Linked DNA regions of Bos taurus: region 2 is linked to region 1. The links are chromatin contacts, called in public Hi-C maps. All regions are on one chromosome and are shown on one strand. Each heading gives the region's core, a stretch centred on a gene start, on an enhancer-like site or on the middle of the called end of the contact. The rest is flanking DNA. Distances are from core to core; before and after follow the strand shown.

Region 1 (7,854 bases), core at 2,427-4,926:
CTGTCCATGGAATTTTCCAGGCAGTAGTACTGGAGTGGATTGCCATTTCCTTCTCCAAGGGATCTTCCCAACCCAGGGATCGAACCTGGGTCTCCTGCAATGTAGACAGATGCTTTACCATTTGAGCCACCAGGGAAGTATAAAAAAACACCATACACAATAACAAATTTAAAATGGATTAAAGATCTAAATGTAAGACAGGACACTATAAAACTCATAGAGGAAAGCATAGGAAAAACATTCTTTGACATAATTACAGCAAGATTTTATTTGACCAATTCCTATTGTAAATAGTGTTGCAATGAACATTGGGTACATAGCCAGGACATGGAAGCAATCTAAATGTCCATCAACAGATGAACAGATAAATAAGGTGTGGTACATATACAAAATGGAATAAAACTCAGCCATAAAAAGGAACAAAACTGGGTCATTTGTAGATATGCGGATGGATTTAGAGTCTGCTAATCACTGCAGATGCTGATTGCAGCCATGAAATTAAAAGACGCTTACTCCTTGGAAGGAAAGTTATGACCAACCTAGATAGCATATTCAAAAGCAGAGACATTACTTTGCCAACAAAGGTCCGTCTAGTCAAGGCTATGGTTTTTCCAGTAGTCATGTATGGATGTGAGAGTTGGACTGTGAAGAAAGCTGAACACAGAAGAATTGATGCTTTTGAACTGTAGTGTTGGAGAAGACTCTTGAGAGTCCCTGGACTGCAAGGAGATCCAACCAGTCCATTCTGAAGGAGATTAGTCCTGGGTGTTCATTGGAAGGACTGATGCTGAAGCTGAAACTCCAGTACTCTGGCCACCGCATGCAAAGAGTTGACTCATTGGAAAAGACCCTGATGCTGGGATTGGGGGCAGGAGGAGAAGGGGACGACAGAGGATGAGATGGTTGGATGGCATCACTGACTCCATGGATGTGAGTCTGAGTGAACTCCGGGAGTTGGTGATGGACAGGGAGGCCTGGCATGCTGTGATTCATGGGGTCGCAAGGAGTCAGACATGACTGAGCAACTAAACTGAACTGAACTGAACTGATACAGAGTGAAGTAAGTCAAAAAAATATTGTATATTAGCACATATACAATGCAAAGAAATAGAAGAAAACAATAGGATGGGAAAGACTAGAGGCCTCTTCAAGAAAATTAGAGATACCAAGGGAACATTTCATGCAAAGATGGGCACAATAAAGGACAGAAATGGCAAGGACCTAACAGAAACAAAAGAGATTAAGAAGAGGTGGCAAGAATACACAGAAGAATTGTACAAAGAAGGTATAAATGACCCAGATAACCATGATGGTATGATCACTCACCTAGAGCCAGACATCCTGGAGTGTGAGATCAAGCAGGCCTTAGGGAACATCACTATGAACAAAAAAACTACTGAAGGTGATGGAATTCCAACTGAGCTATTTCAAATCCTAAAAGAGGATGCTGTTAAAGTGCTGAACTCAATATTCCAGCAAATTTGGAAAACTCAGCAGTGGCTGCAGGACTGGAAAAGGTCAGTTTTCATTCCAATCCCACAGAAGGGCAATGTCAAAGAATGTTCAAACTACTGCACAATTGCATTAGTTTCACATGCTAGTAAGGTAGTACTCAAAATCCTCTAAGCTAGGCTTCAACAGTATGTGGATGAAGAACTTTCAGATGTAGGTTTAAATCTATTAAAGAATTAAAAAAATTTTAGTCCATGAAATTTAATTTTTTGAAACATTTTAGTGTTTTAAAATCTCATTTAATTGGGAGTTAGGTTAGAGCATGGTTGGTTGAGATTATATATAATTGGAGGATATATGCTATAAATTATGAGACAATTAAAATTATGTAGGCTTTGTATGAATTGTTGTGAGGCTTCCTAGGTGGCTCCATGGTAAATAATCCACCTGCCAATGTAGGAGACACAGGAGATGTGGGTTGCAAGAGTCTGACATGACTTAGCAACTAAACCACCACCACCACTTTCAAAAGCAGAACATTCTTATGAAAACTTTTGTAAGCCAGTGGTTTAAAAGGAAGAAGCAATTGATAGTGGATGCTCCAGATGTAATAAATAGAGATGAAGCACAAATGCTTATAGACACAGTTGAAAGGTGTGGTGGCTTAATGCTATGCTGAATGTAGTATCCAGGGAAGGAGCTCGGTGGGGCCATTCTCCCTCTCAGGGCATATGCTGCCTCTATAAGGATTCCTGCAAAACAAACATTGAATGCAATTTTTACTTTTCACTTTTTTTCATAAAAGTGAAAATCTTCTTTGTATTTCTTTTAGATAGTGAAAGCAGGTAACAATGTAGGTCTTCTGTAAAGGTAAAGTGGCATAAAACAAAATTTTGAAAAGTGGGTAGGGGCGTACCTGTATAACATGTATAGGTAAAGGTCTATGAGGGTTAAGAGGGTTTGTTAAAATAATTTTGTTTGATGATAATAAGTATACGAGTTCATAATTACATTTTTATGTCCTACAAGTATTGGCTAATTAACCCCTTTTGGTTTTGATGTTGGTTAGGGTTATAAGCTCAGTTACAATTTGTTTGACTGTGTTAAGGCCTTTGATGGCCATTACTAAGTCATAGTATCCCCCATAATTAAAAAGATACCAAATGTATGACAGCACAACTATGTGGGAACATGGGATGATTAGTCACTAGTCCCCCAAGATGTCTTATTTAAGGGACTAGATGGACAGTTTTATTTGGAATGATCTTGAAGTAAGAACCAGATGTAAGCTGTAGTTTCCTATTAGAACCATCACACGATATGGGCCTGGAGAGAGAAGAGGGGCATATCCCAAGTGACTTTGGTTTCCCAGAGCTTGGTAATTAAGGAAAGAGAATGACTATGAGAAACATGGTGATGAGAATTGATGTAATGTATAATAGCATTTATTTAGGAAGAAAACTGTGAGTGGATATATACCATATACTTTACCTTGGGGAGTAATTACACATGAATGGATGAAAGAGCTAAAACTAAATTTAGCTAAGACTAAATATATAAACAAAATTTAACAAATAAAACAGCTAAATTTTTTTAATCAGAAAAATAATAAAACCAAAAAGTTCTAGAACTTAGGTAATAAAAGATTTCAGCTGGGAGCTAACAGATAGGTAAAATTGAAACAGGAGCCTGTGACAAAGTTTGGCTGTGACTTACGGAGTTTTTTGACCCTTGGACGCACTGTTGAGAAACATAGACTTGGAAGTTGTATGTAACCATACCTGCTGAATGGTTCCTCCACCTAGTATTCTTTTACAAAAGGGCAAGGTTGCTATTGCACACACTGTTAATATTACCCCAGAAGCAGGAAAATCAAAGGGTTGTGATGAAAGAACTAAATAAAAAAGAGTATATCTTGCATCTGAGTTCCCATCAGTTGCACAAGTTACAAGTAACCACAAGTCACCACAAGATAAGCCACAGGAAATACCACCGGCCTTCCATCTAGAGCAGGAGGTCTGAGGAATAAGAAGTATCATTTTTATGACTCATTAGAAGGAGATTCATTGTCTTGGTGGCTTTGATAAATTTGGGGGGCAGCTGGGAGAATAAGAGAGCCTTTTGGCCCTATTCCATCTCCCAGATCCTCTCACTTGGAACCAGGTTGATGTACAAGAGCCAAAAGGATTTCCTAAGATGGTTTTGGATCTGTGAGGAATAGGGGCATGAGTTTGACGTTCATACCAGAAAAGTTTAGACATTTCACTCATAGAGTCCACATACTGTACTTGAGAGAAATACGCCACCTGGGAACAAACCCAAAAGGCAATAGGAGACAAAACAGTAAGCTTCTTGGCTGCTGTTAACTGGATACTCATGTCTGCATTTTAAAGCAATAATTTTCAAAATTTAGTTTCCACTTAGGATTTTAAAACTTGAAAGGACATTAAGGATTAAAATTCTGAGTGGCCTCACTATGACATTTTGGGCAGGATGATGCTTCAATGTGAGGGATTATCTTAGTGACTGCAGTATATTTAGCTTGCCTGGTACCCAGTCGATAATGCCAGTAATACATCTCTGGCATTAGGGTAACAAAAAACCCTGTCCCCACACATTCCCAGATGCTTCTATGTGGAAGTACTGATGGCACTGAGAACGCTTATTTTATTTTTAGGCAAAAAATGATTAAAGATGTTAATTGTCTTATTCAAATCATAGCTGGCTAGTTCAACAAATATTTCATAGGTCTGACCATGTGTCAGTCACTGAGCCAGATGCTGATGATACAAAGATTTGTAAGACATAGACTACAGAGTCTAGCACAGGAGGCAGACATATAAATAGTTGATTTCACTATTATACATATGGGCTTCCCTGGTGGCTCAGATGGTGAAGAATTTAGGAGACCTGGGTTTGATCCCTGGGTCAAGTAGATTCCCTGGAGAAGGGAATGGCTACCCACTTCGGTATTCTTGCCTGGAAAATTCCATGGACAGAGGAGCCAGGCGTGCTACGGTCCATGGGATCACAAAGAGTTGGGCATGACTGAACAACTTTCATTATACACTCACACACACACACACACACACACTCACACTCACACACATATATTGCCAGTGTGCTGAGACAGATGACATACTAAATTGGCAAAATTTGGCAAAACAACAAATAGATAAAGTTTGTCAAGCTGGTTGGATTTTATAACCATGGAGAATGCACACAGTACCTTTTATTTGTATCTTAAATTATATTCATATGCATTTTTCATACATTAATCTAGTAAATGAGTGCCTACTATATGTGCAGTAATGTTCTAAGCATTAGTGATTCATTTCCTCATGTAGCTTATATCTGAGTGATCTCTTCTGTTGTGACTATTTCAGTTCTACTCCGAAATGACTGACAATAGCGGTATATTTCTAAAACTTAGGATCCTATCAGTTCAGTTCAGTTCAGTCACTCAGTCGTGTCCAACTCTTTGCGACCCCATGAATTGCAGCATGCCAGGCCTCCCTGTCCATTACCAACTCCCGGAGTTCACTCAGACTCACGTCCATCGAGTCAGTGATGCCATCCAGTCATCTCATCCTCTGTCATCCCCTTCTCCTCCTGCCCCCAATCTCTCTCAGCATCAGAGTCTTTTCCAATGAGTCAACTCTTCGCATGAGGTGGCCAAAGTACTGGAGTTTCAGCTTCAGCATCATTCCCTCCAAAGAAATCCCAGGGCTGATCTCCTTCAGAATGGACTGGTTGGATCTCCTTGCAGTCCAAGGGACTCTCAAGAGTCTTCTCCAACACCACAGTTCAAAAGCTTCAATTCTTCAGCACTCAGCTTTCTTCACAGTCCAACTCTGACATCCATACATGACCATTGGAAAAACCATAGCCTTGACTAGACGGACCTTTGTTGGCAAAGTCATGTCTCTGCTTTTCAATATGCTATCTAGGTTGGTCATAACTTTTTTTCCAAGGAGTAAGCATCTTTTAATTCCATCTTAGTTATCCAAATTTCAGTTCAGTTGCTCAGTTGTGTCCAACTCTTTGCAACCCCATGGACCGCAGCATGCCAGGCTTCCCTGTCCATCACCAACTCCCGGAGTTTACCCAAACTCATGTCCATTGAATTGATGCCATCCAGCCATCTCATCCTCTGTCGTCCCCTTCTCCTCCTGCCCTCAATCCTTCCCAGCATCAAGGTCTTTTCAAATGAGTCAGCTTTTCACATCAGGTGGCTAAAGTATTGGAGTTTCAGCTTCAACATCAGTCCTTCCAATGAACACTCAGGACTGATCTCCTTTAGGATGGACGGGTTGGATCTCCTTGCTGTCCAAGGAACTCTCAAGAGTCTTCTCCAACACCACAGTTCAAAAGCATCAATTCTTTGGTGCTCAGCTTTCTTCACAGTCACTGATGCAATGAACATAAACTTAGGCAAACTTTGGGAAATGGTGAGGGGCAGGGAGGCCTGGCTTGCTGCAGTCCATGGGGTCACAAAGAGTTGGACATAACTTGGCGACTGAACAACAACAGACTCACTACTAAGAATTTTAGTTTCTTAAACATCCTTTAACTTTTAATCAGACTACCACAATAGGAAAGCTGGAAAGTGGAAAAAAAAAGTATTTGAAAGAAGAAGTATCATTTATTCAGTTATGTTGAGGGTACCATTCTCATCTCTATTTGAAGGAAAAAATCTCTTTCATTGAAGTGCCTTTGTGTCACTGCAAATCAGAATGGTAGGAGATGTTTCCAGGACTACACAAATAGAAAGGAGCAATGGTGATAGTGCCAACAAAACCTTCCCATAGATATAGAATATGGTGAAAAGCTACCAACAAGATGGTGGTTGAACAAGGAGGATCAAGGCTTGCTGGATTTCAAAGGCAGAAGCTGTACCTCTATATCTATAGAAGAGTTCTGACACATAAAATGCAGAATGTCTTGAATGCAGTTAGTGAGAATACGAAGCAAAGATTGAGGGATGAGGATGTAGAAATGGGAACCTGAGGAGTGGAATAAATGAAATAGTGAACTTCCCTCATAGCTCAATTTGTAAAAACTCTGCCTGTAGTGCAGGAGATCTGGGTTCGATTCCTGGGTCGGGAAGATCCCCTGGAAAAGGAAATGGCAACGCACTCCAGTATTCTTGCCTGGAGAATCCCATGGACAGGGGATCTACAGTCCATGGGATTGCAAGAGTTGGACATGACTTAGCGACTAACCAACCCCCATAGCCTCTTAAGAAAGAAGTGAATGAAGTCACTCAGTCATGTCCAAAAAAGAAAGAAGAAACCTATATATATATTTTAATAGTTAAAAGACTTTTTATTTATTTATTTTTGGCTGCACTAGATCTTAGCTGCTGCATGCAGGCTCTCTAGTTGCAGCAAGCAGAGGCTATCTCTAGTTGTGGTGCATAGACTTCTCATTGTGATGTCTTCTCTTGCTGTGGAGCACGTGCTCTGTAGACTGCGGGCTTCAGTAGTTGTGGTGCATGGGCTTACTTGCCCTGCAGCATGTGGAATCTTTCTGGACCAGGTATTGAACTCATGTCCACTGCATTAGCAGGCAGATTCTTAACCACTAGAACACTAGGGAAGTCCAGACCTCCATACTTTAATAGGATATGGTTTTATTTTAAAGCTCCTAAAAGCAAAATGAATAAAATACAAAACTATGTCTTAAAACATGAATACCATATTTTGTTTTATCTCTATGCTTGACTGCAGATTAGAAATAATCTCATGAACTCCTTTTTCCCCTCTCTCCTATAAACACAGAATGCCTGAGTTTTGGAGTAAAATTTATTCTAAATCAAATAGATCGGTGGTAAGAAAGGGAATAGAAGCAAATGTTCATGGGGCAGGAACATGGAGTTGAATGGTTTATGGTGATAGCTTCTACTTTTCTTCAACACAAGGAGCAGAATCATGAGTTTGTTTATTTGTTTTTTTTTACTAGTTTATTTATTTTACTCACTAGTTTGTTTCAGTTGGTTCAGTTCAGTTCAGTCACTCAGTCGTGTCCGACTTTTCGTGACCCCATGAATCGCAGCACACCAGGCCTCCCTGTCCATCACCAACTCCCGGAGTTCACTCAGACTCACATCCATCGAGTCAGTGATGCCATCCAACCATCTCATCCTCTGTCGTCCCCTTCTCCTCCTGCCCCCAATCCGTCCCAGCATCAGAGTCTTTTCCAATGAGTCAACTCTTCGCATGAGGTGGCCAAAGCATTGGAGTTTCAGCTTTAGCATTAGTCCTTCCAAAGAACACCCAGGGCTGATCTCCTTCAGAATGGACTGGTTGGATCTCCGTGCAGTCCAAGGGACTCTCAAGAGTCTTCTCCAACACCACAGTTCAAAAGCATCAATTCTTCGGTGCTCAGCCTTCTTCACAG
Region 2 (7,854 bases), core at 1,777-4,276, 220 kb before region 1:
CACTACAGGGAATGGGGAGACCCTCACATTATTCTATGGGGGAAGGCAGGGAGATGGGGCCAGGGGGACCAATGGAACAGGAATCAGTAACCTAGACAGGAAATGAAATGGGCCTGAACTAGGCAGTGAGGAAAGGGGGAAGATAAGGAACAGAGTCTGTGATTTTATTAATACTTACCTTTATGTGAGTATTTACTGTACGTTAGGTACAGTAAATAGGCTCTGTTTCTTTGCATTGATCACTGAGGAAGGCTTTCTTATCTCTCCTTGCTATTCTTTGGAACTCTGCATTCAAATGGGTATATCTTTCCTTTTCTCCTTGCTTTTCACGTCTTTCTTTTCATAGTGGTTTGTAAGGCCTCCCCAGACAACCATTTTGCCTTTTTGCATTCTTTTTCTTGGGGATGGTCTTGATCCCTGTCTCCTGTACAATGTCACGAACTTCCATCCGTAGTTCATCAGGCACTCTGTCTATCAGATCTAATCCTTTGAATCTATTTGTCACTTCCACTGTATAAGCGTAAGGGATTTGATTTAGGTCATACCTGAATGGTCTAGTGGTTTTCCCCACTTTCTTCAATTTAAGTCTGAATTTGGCAATAAGGAGTTCATGATCTGAGCCACAGTCAGCTCCTGGTTTTGTTTTTGTTGACTGTATAGAGCTTCTCCATCTTTGGCTGCAAAGAATATAATCAATCTGATTTCAGTGTTGACCATCTGGTGATGTCCATGTGTAGAGTCTTCTCTTGTGTTGTTGTGAGAGGGTGTTTGCTGTGACCAGTGCCTTCTCTTGGCAAAACTCTATTAGTCTTTGCCCTGCTTCATTCCATACTCCAAAGCCAAATTTGCTTGTTAACTCCAGGTGTTTCTTGACTTCCTACTTTTGCATTCCAGTCCCCTATAATGAAAAGGACAACTTTTGGGGGTGTTAGTTCTAGAAGGTCTTGTAGGTCTTCATAGAACTGTTCAACTTCAGCTTCTTCAGCATTATTGGTTGGGTCATAGACTTGGGTTACTGTAATACTGAATGGTTTGCCTTGGAAACGAACAGAGATCATTCTGTTGTTTTTGAGATTGCATTTAAGTACTGCATTTTGGACTCTTTTGTTGACTATGATGGCTACTCCATTTCTTTTAAGGGATTCTTGCCCATGGTAGTAGATATAATGGTCATCTGAGTTAAATTCACCAATTCCAGTCCATTTTAGTTCGCTGATTCCTAAAATGTCAATGTCACTCTTGCCATCTGCTGTTTGACCGCTTACCATTTGCCTTGATTCATGGACCTAACATTTCAGGTTCCTATGCAATACTGCTCTTCACAGCATCAGACTTTGCTTCTATCACCAGTCACATCCACAACTGGGTGTTGTTTTTGCTTTGACTCCATCTCTTCATTCTTTCTGGAATGGTGGATTACACTATTTAATCCTTATGAGACTCTACAAGGTAGGATGTGTTATAACTTCTATGCAATAGGAAAGAAAACTGTAGCTTCAGAAAAGTACATTACTTGCTCTGGTTCACACAGCTAGTAAATGGCAGGACTTCTGCACTCATTTCAGTTCTCTAAGCAGCCCCTACAGCAGGGTGTATTGAAAGATCTGGAGAGTTGGACTGTAAAAAAAGATAGGTCCAGTAGGGGGTACTATTTGTGTACACTAAAAAGAATTTCTGACAATGTAAAATTACCCTTGAGTTGAAATGCCTTACCAGTCTTTCTGATTTAAAGGATGTGCCGGAGGCCAAAGTGTTTAATATATTTTCCCTTTTGCTAGGTTTCTGGGACCTAACTTGTAGTGGGAATTCCTTATAATGTACTTTCACAGCCTTGAGAAATTTCACAGAAATAGCACCTGGGAAAACAGCATATATTAAGAAATTATGTTAATGATTATCTTTCATGTTTTTCTTAAGAATAATTGCCTTGTTACAAACCCCAAGGCCAGATCCAGAAGGGAGTATGACTGGGATCGTGAAAGCATGGACGTTGGAACACCGGGTTGGTATCAGACATGAACACTGCCTACTTGCTAATTGTTCCCAAGGCTAGCCCAGAAGGGAATAGCCTGGGGCAAACACAAAGAGATCTGGACTATGTCAGTGTGGTCCATGACATTTAGGAGTAGGTGATCAACAACACAGCATGTGTCTTGAGAAAGGTAAGTTCTGAGAAAGTCTTGTAGTCAGCAATTAGGAATAAAAGCTGGACTCAGAGTGGACTTTGCACACTCAGAGGTCCCCTGACCCATTGCATCAGATTTTGTGTTCTGTCTTCATTCTCCTTGCTGGCTCCTGGACTATTAGGGCAACAGTAACTAAATTCATTTGTTTTTATGCATGGGTTGTGTTTCAATCAGTAATTGAAAAAATGTATCTCAATAGGTAATTATATAGAATTAAATTGGCAATTATGTAGAATTTTTCTGGGCTCCAAAGTCACTGCAGATGGTGATTGCAGCCATGAAGTTAAAAAATGCTTACTCCTTGGAAGGAAAGTTATGACCAACCTAGACAGCATATTAAAAAGCAGAGACATCACTTTGTCAACAAAGGTCTGTCTAGTCAAGCCTATGGTTTTTGTAGTGTTCATGTATGGATGTGAGAGTCGGACTGTGAAGAAAGCTGAGTGCAGAAGAATTGATGTTTTTGAACTGTGGTGTTGGAGAAGACTCTTGAGAGTCCCTTGGACTGTAAGGAGATACAACCAGTCCATCCTAAAGGAGATCAGTCCTGGGTGTTCATTGGAAGGACTGATGTTGAAGCTGAAACTCCAATACTTTGGCCACCTGATGTGAAAAGCTGACTAATTTGAAGACCCTGATGCTGGGAGGGATTGAGGGCAGGAGGAGAAGGGGACGACAGAGGATGAGATGGTTGGATGGCATCACTGACCACTGACTTGATGGACATGCATTTGAGTAAGCTCCAGAAGTTGATGATGGACAGGAAAGCCCATGGGGTTGCAAAGAGTTGGACATGACTGAGTGACTAAACTGAACTGATGTAGAATTGCACAGTTTAAAAATAAACAGTACTCAATAAATATTTGTTTTCTTCTTTCATAGTTAAATAAATGAGTAAGCATTGTCAAGAGCACTCCTTTCAAGGTTATCTAATTTTGATTCTGAGACTTGTTTGGAAACTCTGTAAAACTATAATTGACAGCTGTTTCCCAGTATGATTTATGGACTAATTCCAAGGTGAAGAATGAGACCTCTTCTTCCTATTGAACTTGTTCTACACTATGGCCACAGAGTAGGTCTAGAATAGCCATGGTCAGAGAAGAGGGAGGAATGAACAGTGAAAAAGATGCATGTGGAGATTCAGAAACATAGTGGTCTACATGGAGGAAATTAGCTGCAAGATCCAAGACACAACAGGGCAGATGTGCTTGGATAGAGAGGCAGGTCTGTACACACACTCAGGCAGAGTGAGGAAGGGAGACATATGGATGCTTTCATGGAGCAATATCCTTGTAATATGATTTTCATGATATCACTATTAAGAATTCTGAAGTCATTTTTTACATTGGAAACCACAAGCTTAAATGCTGGAGTTAAGAAGATCCCTGGATGTATGTTTTGCAGATCCATGTCTTCACTCAGCCACTTATTAGCTCTGTTACCTTGGACTAGGGGCTTCCCAGGTGACTCAGTGGTAAAGAATCCGCCTGCCAATGTCGGAGATACGGGTTCAATCCCTGGGATGGGAAGATCCCCTGGAGAAGGAAATGGCAACCCACTTGGGTATTCTTGCCTGGGAAATCCCATGGACAAAGAAGCCTGGCAGGCTACGGTCCAGGGGGTTGCAAAAGAGTTGGACACGACTTAGCAACTAAACCACAAACAACAACAACTTTGGAGTAATCAACTGATATTTCCTTGTCTGTTTCTTGTTAAATTGTGTAGTACTGACCTCCCCATGAAGACAGAGCTTGCCATAGTAAGAAATTCAGCTACCATCATTACATTTGGCAGAGATTCAAAGGCAGGAAGGGGAATTTTTTTAAAAAAATTAGAAAATGAGAGGCATTCAGACATACTCTTATTGGAGATTGTTTGCATGGGAAAGGTGAAGGCGGGTTAATGAGAAGCAGGGCATCACATGTGCCTGTGTTTGGGGATTATATTTGATTTTCTTTGTTGTTCATGAGTTGGAACTAGGGCAAGAGTTAGAGAAGCTGGCACTTATTGACCAAGTCCTGGTCCTGAATGTTCTAATCTGATTGCTGCAGAGGTTATGGGTCAGAGTTCTATTGTGACCAAGTCCTGGTCCTGAATGTTCTAATCTGATTGCTGCAGAGGTATGGGTCAGAGTTCTATTGTTGTAGATGGTTTGGCAATAATCTGTTTGTGTATTCAGTCCCTTGGCACAATGTGTTCAGCAGATGAGATTAGATTCAGGTGGCAGCTTGTGATCCCATAGTTTGCCCCATGGTTGCCTGGATAGTTTACCTTGCCATGCTTCATCCTGGGTACCCAACTTTCCCAGCCAACTTCATGAGGAATACTAAAGTGTCAGCTCTGCTTCACAGGAGAGAAAAGCATTTCCCAAAGTCATTTTTATTATATTCAGCAGAGCAGTTTTTCACTATGAGTTCCTATATTAAGTGCTCTGCTTCCAATTCCAATGTGTGTGTGGGGGGTTTTCCCCCCACACCATTGAGCGGTTCTTGGAGACCAGCTGGGTTTCCTACAGTTGAACTCGATTCTGACACTATCTACCTAGAGATAGTATCAGGTTCTATGCATTAAAGGCTTGGTCCTACCAGATCGCCTTCTCTTCAGATGTCAGTCATGAGCCCAGGTTGTCACCTGTGCATCTGAGAGCCAGTTGTAGGTAGGAAGTTTCAGTGAGCCCCTAATTGGGTTCAACGAATTTGCTAAAATAATCAGTGCTTTTGTGAACTAGTTTGGCTCCCAGAACTCAGAGAAACATTCTATTTACTAGATTACTAGTTTATTATAAAAGGATGATATAATTTAGGAATAGCCAGGTAGAAGAGATACACAGGGCCAGGTAGGTGGGAAGGGAATGGAATTTCTATGTCCTCTCAAGGGCACCATTCTCCCTGAATCTCTGTGTGTTCACCAACTTGGAAGCTCTCTGAACCTCATCCTTTTTGGTTTTTACAGCGGTTTCATTACATAGGAGATTTCATTAATGTGCATTAGAGGATACCCCAGGTTGACTGTCATAGAAAACTGTCTCTTGAGCCTTTAAATTCTACACCAATTCTACACCTCTGGCTGGCCAGCTGTTTGTTTCTTTATTTAGGTTTTAAGGTAAAAGACCTGGGGCTATTTGTTTCCATCAACCTGACTACAAATCTAAAGGCGCAGTTGAAATGTCTATTTTTCTTGCCATCCTCAGAAGAGATTGCTGCAGATCTACTCTATGATTCTCATTCTTTTCAGCTTACAATACAAATAGCTTATTATTTTTTGCAACCTATGTCTTATAATAAAGCAGTGCTGAAAAATTAAATAGAAGAATGTTCACTTGCCATATAGGCTATGAAAATGATTTGCTGGTGGTGATTTTTTAAGCTTGATTTTAAATAGGTTTATGAAGAATGGCACTTGGAAGACGTGGTTCAAATTTTGCTATTTAAGGTCCCCTGGAGGAGGAAATGGCCACCCACTCCAGAATTCTTGTCTGGGAAATCCCATGGACAGAGGAGCCTGGCGGGCTACAGTCCATGGGGTCGCAAAAAGTCAGACACAACTGAGCGACTAATACTAATACTAATACTCATTACATAGGCATGATTGATTAAGTCACTAACCATTGGTTACTGATTCAACCTCCAGCCTGCCTCTCCCCTCCCCACAGATCAAAGGGATGGGAAGGAAAGTTCCAATCCTCTAATCATATGGATTGTTCTTCTGGTGATTGGCCCCCATCTTTAGGTGTTTTCCAAAAGTCACCTCATTAACAAAAGATATCTTTATGTTCTGATCACTTAGGAGATTTCAAGAGTCTTAGGAGTTCTGTGCTGGAAATGAGGAAGACCAAATATACAGTTGTTATTACATATCACAATATCACATATGTCAAGAAGTGAAATTGGAAATTGGTTAGAAGTGTTAAAAAATGGAACAAAAAAGAGGAGCTGCAAGAGCGGACCAGAGTGGAAGAGCCACAAACTACATCTCTTCTTACCTACACAACTCACTTACTCCTGATTCCGTAGGTTTTGAATTTACTCCAGTGTGAAAACCATGGGCCTCTCTCTCTGTGAGGAGAAGTTGGCCATCTAAGCCCGTCAGTGAGATCATGTGAAGGCAACACCTTTTCTGGCTGAGTCACATTCTCAAATGTGTAACTGTGAGAGAGGATCCAGGGTTGGTATAGCTTGGTCAAAAACTGCTTTTGACATGGTGTTTGCTTTTGCTCTTCTTTTCCTATCTTTTCTTCTATTATCTCTCTGTGAAAGACTTCTCAGCTCTGTCTTTTCCAACTGGATTTCGTTGACCCTTAGAAGAGGCAGCTGTTTGCCTCTTTAAGCAGAATTGTAAAGGTGTATGTGAGTGGAAGGTGTTTTTACTTTGGGTGCTGGAGGCCGGTTCCAAGAGTGGGTGGAGGTGGTTGCTTTCTGTGCAATAGATCTGATTGGGTTTGTTCTTATGTCAGCTGGAGACCCTGTTTGGTTGAAGAGTGCATTCTAGGGGGATGGGGACTTCTAGGCAGGTACATTTCTTTAGAAACACTCCAACCAAGTCATTGACAGCTCCCATCCTTTTATGGTCTTTATTAATAGACTTCTCATCCCCTTCTCTCTTTTCCCCAGCTCTTAAAAAGAGAATTAAAGACCACTCAAAAATAATCATAGGCTTTTGCTTTCTTTTTATTTTTAATCAGCTGATACCATAAGAGTGCCCTTTTAGTACAACCATTTAGTATTTCTTTCGTGAAATATTGAGTTTTAATCAAGATCTATGAAAATAGGAAAGAGGTCTAATTGCTCAGAGTGGTGTCTGAGACAGCTCTCTCTTCTAAAATGAACTTTGAACCTTCCAGCAGTCTTCAAATGCACAGAAATCTTGGTTATCTTTCTCTAGCATTAGAAGCAGGTGGAGCTGGGAGACACTCAGGAATACTAGTGGGCCTTTGAGCCAGCCAGGGAAGGGGAAGGGGTGGCTTTCATTGCTCAGATATAGATTATAGTCATGAAGGCAAAGCTGTTGCAGTGGGGGAACCAGATTGCTGTCCATCTACTCTGTGCATTTGATAGTTTATTTAGGTAATTTTTTATTTATAGGAAAATCAGGAAAATGGCCACAAGCAAAGCTAGAAAGCTGAAGACTTTAAGTAAGCTTGCAAAGAGAGATGGGGATTCTTGTACAATTCGAGTTTTGGTGGCCTTGAATGTTCGGTCCCACTGGGTCATGATAGCATTTCGGGCTCCTTCCCATTTCCCTGGACCAGTCAAACGGAACTGGTATGGTGTGCATGGGCCAAAGAAGATGGCCAAAGCCAGGCGTGGATCCGTCAGGAGCAGAGAGAACAGGTTGGGCTTTGCGTTGATAGCGGTCAGGAGTTCATCTATATATGTGATATAATCGGTTTCCAAAGCTTTGCAGTAACACAAGCCAAACCTTTATAAAAGGAAGATTGGGATAAAGGAGAAAACAAAAAGATTAAATAATGGTAACCTTAGAACAAGTAAAAGTGCCAGAAGTAAACAATAGGCTGCAAAATTTGAACTGGTTTCTGTATTCTTCCCTCCATGCCCATAGCTGTCTATTGGTCTCATGGTATTGTTTAAATACAAGATAGATCCTTTGAAAAAACACTCTGTACACATGGTTCGTCAAATGCTGATAATGAATCTAGTATTACTTTAGT

Evidence for each region. A called contact is a pair of places that touch in the nucleus more often than the background predicts.
Region 2: a contact with region 1 is called in a Hi-C map of liver, with 3 times the contacts expected there. The contact joins two enhancer-like sites. A contact is called at or near these places in 2 of 11 Hi-C or Micro-C datasets (liver and skeletal muscle).

Annotation. Positions count from the first base shown.
Region 1 is chr16:38,633,698-38,641,551 of ARS-UCD2.0, reverse strand. The region is part of intron 20 of MROH9 (maestro heat like repeat family member 9); the gene reads right to left. Among named protein-coding and RNA genes, the nearest start is that of TRNAE-UUC, 10 kb to the left of the region's middle. Within about 2 kb of position 3,676, at least 2 of the 102 cell types and tissues checked have an H3K27ac peak or open chromatin away from gene starts, as enhancers often do. A contact at or near this core is called in liver, where this site is marked.
Region 2 is chr16:38,848,058-38,855,911 of ARS-UCD2.0, reverse strand. It overlaps FMO1 (flavin containing dimethylaniline monoxygenase 1), which reads right to left. Exons shown (of 9, transcript NM_001206199.1): 9 at 6,841-7,604. The coding sequence ends at 7,262. Among named protein-coding and RNA genes, the nearest start is that of FMO4, 13 kb to the left of the region's middle. Within about 2 kb of position 3,026, at least 4 of the 102 cell types and tissues checked have an H3K27ac peak or open chromatin away from gene starts, as enhancers often do. A contact at or near this core is called in liver, where this site is marked.